Regions from separate parts of the Gossypium hirsutum genome. Here region 2 is linked to region 1. A link is a contact called in public Hi-C data. All regions are on one chromosome and are shown on one strand. The core of a region is the stretch at or near the end of the contact, and the rest is flanking DNA. Distances in the headings are between cores, read along the strand shown.

Region 1 (6,022 bases), core at 1,416-3,915:
ATGTGCAATTGTTGACAGGCAAATATTTAAATTTGTGACTTGTTTCATTGATTAAGTGCTCAATAGTATAATAGTGAAAAGATTATAATAAGACATAATGTGAATAAAAGTGTTAAAAATAAATTATAATAAGACATAATGTGAATAAAAGTGTTAAAAATAAATTAATGTGATATGATGAGATTTATATTGAATACTTAGTTAAGCGTATGATTCACAAAAGTACTTACTAAGCTTTCATGAAACTTAATGTGTTATTTCTAACCAGCAATGTGTAGAAAGTGACCATGTGGGAAGGGTTTATGAGTGGCTTATCGAATCACATCTCATCAACAAAGTAAGATGGTAAAGTATGAATTTCAGTTTATGAAAAGTAATGTGACATTTACTTAGGTAATGAAGGTGTTAAGTAGTTAGTGAAATGCTTTGAAAACAAGTTGTGTTTAAATCATGTATAAGTCTTAAAAAGTGACACCCTTTCACTTGGATTATTGATTTGACTCGGGTGAATGGGTGTTACAGAAATGCCCACCAATATGATATTTATATTGTCAATCTTACTTAGTTATTTACTTTCATTGTCATACTTATTTAAAATTACTTATTCAACCTAGTTTAAAATTGAATTTAATTGACATTAGAATCCATAATTTATCATTTCATCCAAAAAAAAAAACTTCTAACATATTTGTAACTTCAATTTTAATTTTAGATAATGTTTTAGTATTATCGATAGAAGCTGAGATTCTAAAATTTTGAAGTTGGTACACATTATGATTTATGTTTGAATATATTTTTTATATTTAATTAAATTGTGTTTCGCTAAATCAAAAGTAGTACAAAGTGTGTTATTCTTCCAAAGCATATAAAAGTAGCACAAGGTTTATTAAGAGACTCAGAATATAGTTTAATAGATAAAGCAAAGCTTAACGCATTAATTGAGCTAATGCTTTAAAAGAAGAACCATTGTGATTCCAAGCTTTTTCTCCACTCAATTTTAATTGTTTGACTCTAGCTCTCATTGTATGGCCTTCTTCATCAACCATTAGCCTTTTCACCATCAACTTTATCTCCTCTCTTCCTACAATTTCCTTTGATGGCAATGTTTTGGATCGCACTGCTATTTTCAGCTCTTCTACCAACAAAGTAGCATTCATTCTCTGTTCTGCATATAGGGGCCAAGCTATCAAGGGTACTCCATGGGTGATACTTTCTAAGGTCGAATTCCACCCACAGTGCGACAAAAATCCCCCAACTGATTGATGCCTTAAAATTTCAACCTGTGGAGCCCAATCAGAGATTATCAATCCCATATTGTTGCTCCAGTCCAAGAATCCTTCAGGCAAATAGCTTGCTAATCTTTCATCATTGCAGTCATTTCCAACGGTGAAAAATGACCCATCACAGGATTTTGCAACAACTGGTGTTCGGACCACCCAAATGAACCTTTGTTGGCTTAGCTGTAAGCCCAAAGCCAACTCTCTCATTTGCTCCTTTGTCAATATCCCCCCACTCCCAAATGATATGTACAAAACAGACTCACTCGGTTGCTTGTCTAGCCAAAGAAACATTTCACTTTTATTCGAGTCAATTGGTCTGTTTGGCGTTGTTACCGTGGGCCCAACTGGATAGATTGGAGCCTTGCTGATACCACCCCAGAGCTTATCATTTCTCAAAGCAGCAAGCGTTGCTGGTTCCAGCTCCTCCCATGTGTTAAGCAAAATCCCATCAGCCATTGGGATCTTAATCCCCATATTTAAATATTCCAAGTATTGCTGATCAGATCGACATAACATTGGATCTACTACATCTTCAAGTTGAAGAGGCCTACATCCGGGGATAAACAAAGCATCCTTTTCATCAACATACTCTCCCTTGACAACCTCATCGAGAACCGGAAGATATAAAGTCAAAGCAAGAAACCCTGCATGCGAGGGGATGTAAACAAACTTGGGAATCTTAAATTGATCAGCGAAGTCCATACTTTCATATCCGAATAAATCAACAATGAAAAGTGTTGGAGGGACACTCAAAGCAGAGACAGCAGATGAAAAAGCTGGTTTAATTTCACGCATAATAACAGCTATTCGAGTAACCACCGCGGCATCAGCATGGACAAGGTGAGAAATATCGGGTGGTGGGAGAAGGATGATTCGACATAGGTTCAGGCTCATAAACGATTGGATTACCAGAGATTCTGCGGCTGATAGTGAAGGAACAACGAAGATGGTTACCTTGGAATTAGACAGAGTGGCTAGGCGCTTTGCAAGCTCCAGGACTGGAGTAAGGTGGCCTAAACCAGGGCTTGATAACAGTACTACGTGAGTCTCCATTTCACTTTCCATGTCTGAAACAAAAACAAGAGCCAGCATTGAAGAAAAGTCATGGTATTAGAGACTGATTTTAGTTTACAAGTGGTATTTTGGAGTGTTTACACCAGATTTTAAATTTCATGTAATTATATTCGTTTTCAAATTATCTATTCTTAAGCCCACATCTGTCCTTCTAGATTAGTTCATTGCTATAAAAGGTTGATCCAAGTAAGAAGAGTCCAATTTTGCACCACACAATGGATATCCTTTTCTAAGTATAATGATTGACTCACAATAATTTAAGGTGTAGCTAACGGATGTATATCAACAGAAATTTTGATCTCACTATTTTTCCTTTTTACTCGTTTAGGCTTGTTTTTTTTAAATTATAGTATTAAATTTTAAAAAGTTATAAAATAATTGTTTGACTATTTAAAATTTTTTATTTCAATCATTCAACTATTTGAATATTTTTTTATTTAATTCACTAGTTATTAATTGTTTTTAAAAAAATTCAATTAACGAGCTCTAAGCGACGATTCTATAATCGATACAGTGGAACAGTATCATCGACAAGTAGAAAAATATATCTTAGATCCAAGTTAGTCTGATGGTTAATGTCGAAGATCCAAGTTGATCCACATGGCAGACATAGATTAAATAAAAAAATATATAAATATATATTAATAAAAAATATAATTTTTCACATCAAGAATGAATATGAACATATGGTTGTTGAGATATTTTTAGTAAGTTCATATATATATTTTTATTTTTTATAAAATATTAATTTTAAGTTTTATTGTTATAAATATATATAATATATATTTATTAAAATATAAAAGAATTACAATATTTTAGAAAACATATAAAAATTTATAATATATAAATTAATAAAAATTTATAATTTATAATTTTATAAAAATATATAAACATATAAAAGAACTAAAAATCTCTAAATTTATAGAAATATATATATATATAAAAGAACTAAAAAGTATGTCTACATTAAATTTGAACAACCTTCTGTCAAGGTTCATTCTTGATGTTAAAACTTTTTTATATTATATTTGTTGAAACCATCGTTCTAAAAAAATTTTAGTTGTCAACTTAAATATGAAAATTGGGAGTCGCCACCGATCTTTTATTGAGGTGTGATCGGATTACCTTAAAAATAATTTTAGGTCTGCAAATTTTGAGAAAACAGGTTCGGGAGTCGGTTACGCACGAGGAAGGGTTAGCACCCTCGTGACGCCCAAAATTGGTACCGAATTGATCGTTTAATGTCTTAATGTCAAAATTTTGAAAAGATTTTAAAATACGATCATTTTAACTTGAATAAATTGAATAATAAAACACTCTTATTTCAAAGAAATAAAATGTCACACCCAGTGAGTTAGGGTGCAACATTTTTAATCTTCAAAATTAAGTTTATCTTTTAACTTTTAAAACCCATGCATTTGAGAAGGATATTTGATTATTCGGGTCAAATGAGAAAATCAAAACTCAGTAAGTTAGGGTTCAATTTCACAAAATTCTTAAATATCAAATATTGCCTTTATTCATTTATTAGAAAAAATCCTCGTCTCGAGAGAACAATATGTCATATCCAATGCGTTAGGACAGCACGTATCGAATTCTCGAGAATGACCTTTTTATTTATGTTTTAATTTAAGCATATCCTCGATTATTTAGATTCAACGAAGAGAATTGGAACCCAATACGTTAGGGCTTAATCCTTTCGAAGATCCTAAATGTCGAGTATTGCGTTATTTTTGAAAACTTTTGTATGAAATAACTTTAACATTTGTAATCTTTTGAATGAACAAAAACGATTGAATAATAATGTACAACCAGACGATAACTCATAAACCATAATATATGTTAATGAATACAAATAATCGATAAATACCAATAAACAATGCCAAACACATAAAGACAATAATCTCACATCACATGTAAATATGAACATTAACATTTAAAAGCTAATAATAATAATAAAATACTAAGAAACCAGCGAATTAATACAAACACCTACCCCATGTACAAATTTGAAATAACTAAAAAACAAAAGAAAAGAAATTATATAAATTTAAAATAAATAATATATAACTGAAAATTTGAAATAAATAATAAAAAAATACAATTTAAAAGCAAATATTTCATAAAATAATAGTGTCCCAATAAATTTAAAAATAAGTATTATATCAAAATACATAAAGATATATACATATATTAATTTAGATAAATAATATATGAGAAAAAACAATAATAATGTAAATAACATACGTATATACTAATAATAGTAACAAAATAATTAATAAATTAATAAAAAAACAAATGTAAAAAAAGGGTTAAATCACAATTAGATCTAAATTAATAAGAAATTAATGTAATTAAAACAAAACGGGGGACTATATCGCAACGCGCGAATTATATGGGGGGCCGAGTGGGAAATATTCCCTCCCTTCCAAAATGCAGCGTTTTATGTGTGACTGAATTGAAACAGGTTCAAAATTCATCCGAGAAATTTACAGAAAAAAATAAAATTAAAAAGGCGGAGTAAAAAGGAGGGATCAAAGGCGCAAATAAACCACACAACAAAAATGCGCGGATCCTCCCCGAGTCGGGTCACACGCGCGGGTTATATGGCCAATACGGCGCCGTTTTAAGGCCACCGAAACCGGCCTTAAACGGCGTCGTTTTTCACACAATAAATACCAACCTCCAAACCCTAAAATCAGCAGCTATTTCATCTTAACAAAGCAAAAAAGAAACCTAAGCTAAATATGCCCCTCTGCCCCGCTCTTTAGACCAGCCACTCAAAGGCTCTTCAATCCCTCGCCCGATCTCCGATTACGATGGAGAAGACAAGGAATCGGCTCCACAACAAAGGTAAACTCCTCACTCTAAACTTCCTTTTTCTTTTATTTATTTACACTAGCAATGAACATAAGAATAAAAGAAAAATAGAGAAAAAACGAAGAGAGACTAAAAAACCTTACGAAATTTTCTTTGAATTTTTTTTTCTGTATTCAATTTTTTTTGTAAAAAAGGATCCTTTTACATTGTTTTCCTTGGCTCTTTATAGCCAAAATTACAAAATAAAATAAAATAAAATAAATGATCTATCATTGCCACGTTTTGGCTTTCTGTTTTCTCTTTCTTTTTCGTTGGTGTTGTTTGTTTCTGTTGCAGGTGTGGCGTTTGTTGTGTGCAGGTACAGCCTGGAAAAGGCGTGCGTGGACTTGGCGCGGAGGCGCAGCACGCACGGGGATCTGGTTCGATTGCGGCGCAACAACTACTAGGGTTTCTGACTTCTAGTTGGGTTAGTCGGGCCAGGGTATTGGGCTTAGGTTTTGGCTAAGTGTTGGGTAATTGGGTTGGGGATATTGGTTGATTCAGATTTAGAGTCTGTTTAGGTGTGGCTAATTTTGGGCTAGTAATCTGGGTTTAGGTTTAGTATTTGGGTTAATGAGTGAATTGGGCTTTGAATCTGTAAATGGACATTTATTTATTTTTTGGGTTTTTGGTTTGATTTTAATATTTATAAAAACTAGGCTGTTAATAGTGGATATTTTAATTTAATTTATTTTCTGGTATTTATTGGGCCGGGCAAAATGGGTTATTACAGCTGCCCCTCTTTGCTTATTGTAGTGTAACGGGAATGAAGCAAAGACTTAAAAATAGCCAATTTTTCCCGGTCGTGC
Region 2 (6,022 bases), core at 1,926-4,425, 210 kb after region 1:
AAAAATAAAGAACCCTCAAAACGTAAACACAAAATTCTCTAAAAGTGTTATGAGTTCTAATCTCTTAATGGGTGTATTTTCTAAGGTTGTAAAAGAGCCTAATTATAGGCTAAATTCATAGGTTAAATAATAATAAAATAATTTTGACTAATCAGGTTTTGATTGAAACAAATAAATAGAGTTTAACTAAAATATTATTTCTCAAATTTAACTGAAATATGAGTCATACTTAACAAATTCTCAGCAAATGTTGCAGGGGCAATTTGGTTGTTAGATTGCATTTATTACCATTGCTTCAAACCTGTTTTTTCCTCAAACGTTTCCAGGTTAGAGACAAGAATTTAACATATCAGTTGGTTGTTAATACAAATGTGGTGATAGTATATGACTGTTTCACATCTCCTGTTTGATAAACAACGTCTGTTGTTTGTAAACAGTTTCTCGTTTCATCCTATTCGTTGTTGCACTTGATTGGGTGGCTGAGAGATTGCGAGAGACATTGTACCCGGCATCTCGTGTCTTGTAATTGCAAGTTTACTTATGGTAACAGAAATCGGAGGATTAGAATTGTCAATGTGGTTGCCATTGCTTTGGTTATTGGTTTGGTATAGCTTGCTTATTCTTCTTTCCAGTATTGTATCTTGGCAGAGAAACTTGGGTGATTGACTGAGTCAGAAGTCGTATTCTTTACTAATAATTGAACATGAAAGAAGGTTCTTGCTCCATTTGCTTTATAATAATAGTCCTGACTTTCAACGGCAAAAGAATATCATGGGAATATTAGAATCCATTGCGTAATGGTTTGAAAGTTGGAAGTTTATGGTGGTTATCACAGTTTCATTTGATGAAAGAGCAACCACCTTAATAAAGTCAAACCAATGAATCCTCCCCCATTGATGACATAATGACTTTGAGTTGTCCCTTTCATCTTTAATATATATATACTGTCATGGTTTACAGGACCTTCAAGCTTAAGCTGCTGAAAGCGTCTGTATGTAAATATATATAAAAACCATGGCGACCAACATCAACTTATGAAAGAATTTCTGAAGATCACAAGATTTAGATTTTGCCTAGAATTCCAAAGAAACAGACTAGTTGTCTTTTTTTAAGTTCTTACGAAATCACAAGCTGACCAGGCTGCCTTTGGATGCCACCGAACGCACGTTTCAGTTGGTTTCACGGGCTTTGCAACTAGCGTTTGGTTAAAACCAGTGCAGTGCGGTTTGGCAACTCAACCTCCCTTTTTTTCACTGGAGTTGAAACCTCCAATTCATATGACAAATTTGACCTTCGTTTTTTTTTTTGTCCTTTTTCATCCCATTGTATTAAACCATATTGTTTACTCACGAAAAGACAAAAAGGTAATAAGAAGTTCCATTGGTTCAAAATTTCAAACGGGAGTTCAACCATTAATTAAAAGATTTATATATAAAATGTTAGTATTAAAATTTTATATGTTAATAATTAAAAATAACTATAAATTACTTACTAATAATGTAAATGATTACTTAAATAAGCAATAAATAATTTACATCGATAATATAAAGACAAAATTATAAAAGATTCATAAAATTATAATTGGATAAATTTTTAATAATTTTATAGAAATTAAATAATTTAAAACTTTTATTATATACACTTGTCCTTAATAGTTAATTTTTATTTTTACCTCACTGTCATAGTTGTGTTTAAATCCAAACACATATCTCACCGTTGATTTTAATTTTACTAATACATTATTCAATCTTACAGTTACAGTAATCAATCTCACCACTACCTCTGTTTTTAAGCTTACTATCCATCCAAAAGAAGCTACCTAGGGGCGAAACTGGGGGGCTAGCAGGGCCCCGACCCCACTAAAATGGAAAAATTTTCATTTAGGCCTTTTAAAATTTTTAAAATTTTAAATAAGAAAAGGTAAAATTGCACTTTGCCCCCCTAAAAATATAAAATTTGATTTAATCCTTTCAAAATTATAAAGATGTAGGTTATTAAAATGGTGAAATTATAATTTTTGCTATCGTAAAAATTACAATTTAATTTCGACCCCTAAAAAAAGTTGTTGGTTTCGCCCCTAAAGCTACCCTTAAAACTTTTTTTGAATGAACGGTGTGTTTGCCTCTGGTGGGATTAAAAACAATGATGGCAGTGATACTAGTTACTATAGTGGTAAAATTACATACTGTAGCAGTAAGATTAAAATCCGTTGTGGAGGTATATGTTTAGATTCAAACACAAGTATATCAGTGAGGTAAAAATAGAAAATGACTATTAAGGACAATAAATTAAAAATGATGTACAATAGAAAATTTTAAATTAATTATATAATCATTTTATATTAATTTTTATATTAAATGATAAATATTTTAATTATTTTTATAGTTAATTAATCTCATTATAATCATGTGAAGTATTATTTTCACACATAAGATAAAATTTTAAAATATCTACTTCGATATTTTTAATATGTATCACAAACTTTTAACGAAGGGTAAAAAAAAGGATCATAAATGAAAAAAAGGGTATTTTTGTCAAATAAAAACGTTTTATTTCTCACCGTGGAAGCACCGGAGCTTTTTCCTCCGGTCAGAAAAAGTAGCACCAATGGGTTTTGGAATTTTTCATTTGCAATCCAAACAATTGCTTTAACGCGTTTGATAAGAAAACGTGCGGCACTGAGTTCAACTTGTGAACCCAAGGGCCCTAAGATTGTTTCTCATAATATGAACAAAAACAAGCGCATAAGATGTGAGGAATTCATCAGCTATGGCGACAAATAGGGTGAACAATGAACGATGAACAATGAAATCCTATATATGAATCGTGTTTCATATCTTGTTTAAAACAGTAACTTAATTCTCATCCAATAGTGGGAACAAAACTCGTTTTGCTTTGACATCCTTTTTTTTTTTTTTACAATATTCCCAACTTTTAGCCGCCATCATCAGACATGGACAGATTCAATTATTTTTCCTTTGTATCTTATTTCATCCCATCATTTTCATGATTCCTGTATCCAAAACAGCCACTGTATTTCTGTTTGTTAACCTTCGGTTTTCCCACCCAAGGAAATTTTCAACACTGTTTGATGATTCCTACTTTCGTTTTCTTTAACTTTTTGTGTCATTTTCAATCCATTCAGAGTTGGCCTAGTCCAATCATCATGCTTGAATTTCCCCCTAATCTTAAATAATCTTGAGCGCCTCAGCAGTTGATCTTCCTGGAAGACTCCAACAATTAGCACATTCAAGTCAACAAAACCTTTTTTCTTCCATCTTTGCAACCATGTTATTGTTTCTCTAATCTATCTAAACACTTTCGGTTTTCCCTTCTTCCTGTCATGGATCAGTTTCGGTTCGGTTTCTTCATATTATTATGTGTTTTCATGCATAAGTTCCATGCTCAGCAAAGCTACTCAGGAAACTCAATATTGAATTGTTCCGAAAATGATGAAACAGGCTCATCTTCAGCCTTTCTTTACACTTGCAATGGTGAAAAGCCATCTTGTCAGGCCTTTCTGATATTCAAATCTTATCCTCCTTATGACTCAATCTCAACCATCTCGAACCTTACATCTGCAGATCCATTGGAGCTTGCACACATCAACAATATTTCACTTTCTACAATCTTCCCTGCAAACAAAGAGGTGATTGTTCCAGTGAATTGTTCTTGTTCAGGTCAGTACTATCAAGCCAACACTTCTTACATCATTCCAAGTAAGCAAGTCGATTATTTTTCGATTGCCAACAATACCTATCAAGGGTTGTCGACCTGCAAGTCTCTTAGTAAGGAGAATAGTGATTCAGGCTTGCAAGTTGGTTCGGTTTTACAAGTACCACTTAGATGTGCTTGTCCCACAAGAAATCAAACATTAAATGGTATTAAATTTCTAATGACTTATGTGGTTCATTGGGAAGACACCATCCATGATATCAGTAAGAGATTCAATGCTAGTATGGAAAGTGTTGGTGATGCAAACGGAATTGATTTAGATGACGCACTTATTTTTCCCTTTACAACAGTTCTGGTTCCATTGTCAACCAAACCTTCAAGCTCTCAAACTATAATTCACTTTCAACAACCACCCGCTTCTTCACCCACCACTCCAATAGATGTGATCAAACCCTCAAGGAAAAGATTCACTGTTTGGCTTGCAATCGGAGTTCCCTTGCTGGTACTTTTCCTTTTGCTGCTGCTGATGTTTTTACATCATAAGAAAACTAGGGAGGCTGCCAGAAAAGATAAGAGAAAGAAATGGGAGTTACCTAATGATGTTCTGGTGAGCATAGATCAAAATTTGAAAGTTTACGATTTCAAAGATCTAGAGGCGGCTACAGAAAATTTCAGCAACAAATACAAGATGGGTGCCTCTGTTTATCGAGGTGTTCTCAAGGGAGAATTGCTAGCCATAAAACAAATGAGCAAAGCTGTAGATAAAGAGGTAAGCTTGCTGCAAAGGATTAATCATTTCAATCTAATAAGCCTTCGTGGGGCTTGTGAGCACTCTGGTGTCTTTTACCTTGTTTATGAGTTCATGGAGAATGGTTCTTTAAAAGAATGGCTTCAAAACAAGAGTTGCCAGAAATTCCAGGTATGGGGTTATAGAATTCATATTGCTTTAGATGTTGCTAATGGGCTTCATTATCTTCACAACTTCACCACTCCAGCATATGTGCATAAAGATATTTGTAGTGACAACGTGCTGCTTGATCGAGATTTGAGGGCCAAGATTTCAAACTTCAGTCTAGCACGATCAGCAGAAAGAGAAGATAGCAGAAAATCATCGATGTGGAGTTATCTCGGAACAAAGGGTTACAAGGCACCTGAATACATTGAGTATGGCTTGGTGACACCTGAGATGGATATATATGCCTTTGGGGTTCTTCTGCTGGAACTGATTACAGGAAAGCCAGCAGTTTTTATGCAGGATGAAAAGGAAGTACTATTATCAGAAAGAATACTAACAATTATGAAAGGAGAGAATGCAGATGCTGAAATTGATCGCATAATCAATCCTAACCTGAAAGGACACCTCTGGATGAAACTTGCACGCCAGATGTTGAAATTGAGCATCAACTGCTTGGCAGAAGAACCAGAAAGCAGACTGAGCATGGCTGAAGTAGTTTCATATCTGTTGAGAATTCAACTGGATGCACAGCGATCAGAAGAACCCTTTCCATCGGAATGGCGTTAAAAGCATGGATAAATAAAATTAATATTTTCAGTAATGCACAATTCTTTGTAAATTGTGTGCATGTATAATGCATCTGTTGCTTTTCTTCATTAACATAAATAAGACAAGCCAAACATCTTAAAAAAATGAAAACCAAGCAAAATATGTACAATAGATCAATCCCAGTTTTGCAAAGCGAACTTGAACATTGTTTTTTTTTCATGAAAACTACCATTGGACTGATGACTTGAGCAATTTCTGTTTCTATCCTGGAAGACCAAGAGCCTTCCAGTATCTAAAAGGATGAGTAAATAAGAACAGAACAGCTAAAGACGATTTCTACCATGCTTGGCCAGTCAGAGGATGCTCCTGGAGCAGACCCTCGCCTAATACTGCCAAGCTTAGAGCACCATTGATGGGATAAAAGTTCTCTATGTTCGGATCAATCCATTTTCTCTTCTCCTTTCCTTCAATTTCTATGACTTCCATTAGATTCTCCAACAACATGAAAGTCTCATCATTTCCTTTTGTTACCATGGCTTTCTTTCCTGAAAGCAGTTCTGACAATAAAATCCCAAAAGCAACTCTAACAATGTTTACCTACAAGTCCCAAGATAAAATTTTCTGGCCTTATTTGCTAAGCCAGTCTTATCTATCAAATTGCATTTCAGAATTTGATTCAACAAGTTAACATTTGCAAATTGCAATCCAGATATAACACAAGACAAAAATTAGGATTCCTGAAAGATTGCAGGAAAAAAGAAGGTTGCCACAATAAAGTCTAAATACTTTGATTTGTAGAAGGCAAACAACTCTATGCAGGGGCAATAACACTGTTGGAATAAA

The links. A called contact is a pair of places that touch in the nucleus more often than the background predicts.
Region 2: a contact with region 1 is called in a Hi-C map of leaf, with 2.4 times the contacts expected there. The contact joins the promoter of LOC121224682 here to the promoter of LOC107945668 in region 1. A contact is called at or near these places in 2 of 34 Hi-C or Micro-C datasets (both in leaf).

Annotation. Positions count from the first base shown.
Region 1 is chrD12:12,296,396-12,302,417 of Gossypium_hirsutum_v2.1, forward strand. It overlaps LOC107945668 (anthocyanidin 3-O-glucosyltransferase 5), which reads right to left and starts at 2,666. Exons shown (of 1, transcript XM_016879757.2): 1 at 835-2,666. The coding sequence starts at 2,372. The coding sequence ends at 927.
Region 2 is chrD12:12,502,757-12,508,778 of Gossypium_hirsutum_v2.1, forward strand. LOC121224682 (lysM domain receptor-like kinase 4) reads left to right here and starts at 3,176. Exons shown (of 1, transcript XM_041108486.1): 1 at 3,176-5,197. The coding sequence starts at 3,344. The coding sequence ends at 5,197. It overlaps LOC107926518 (pentatricopeptide repeat-containing protein At5g66631), which reads right to left. Exons shown (of 1, transcript XM_016857397.2): 1 at 5,792-6,022. The coding sequence ends at 5,991.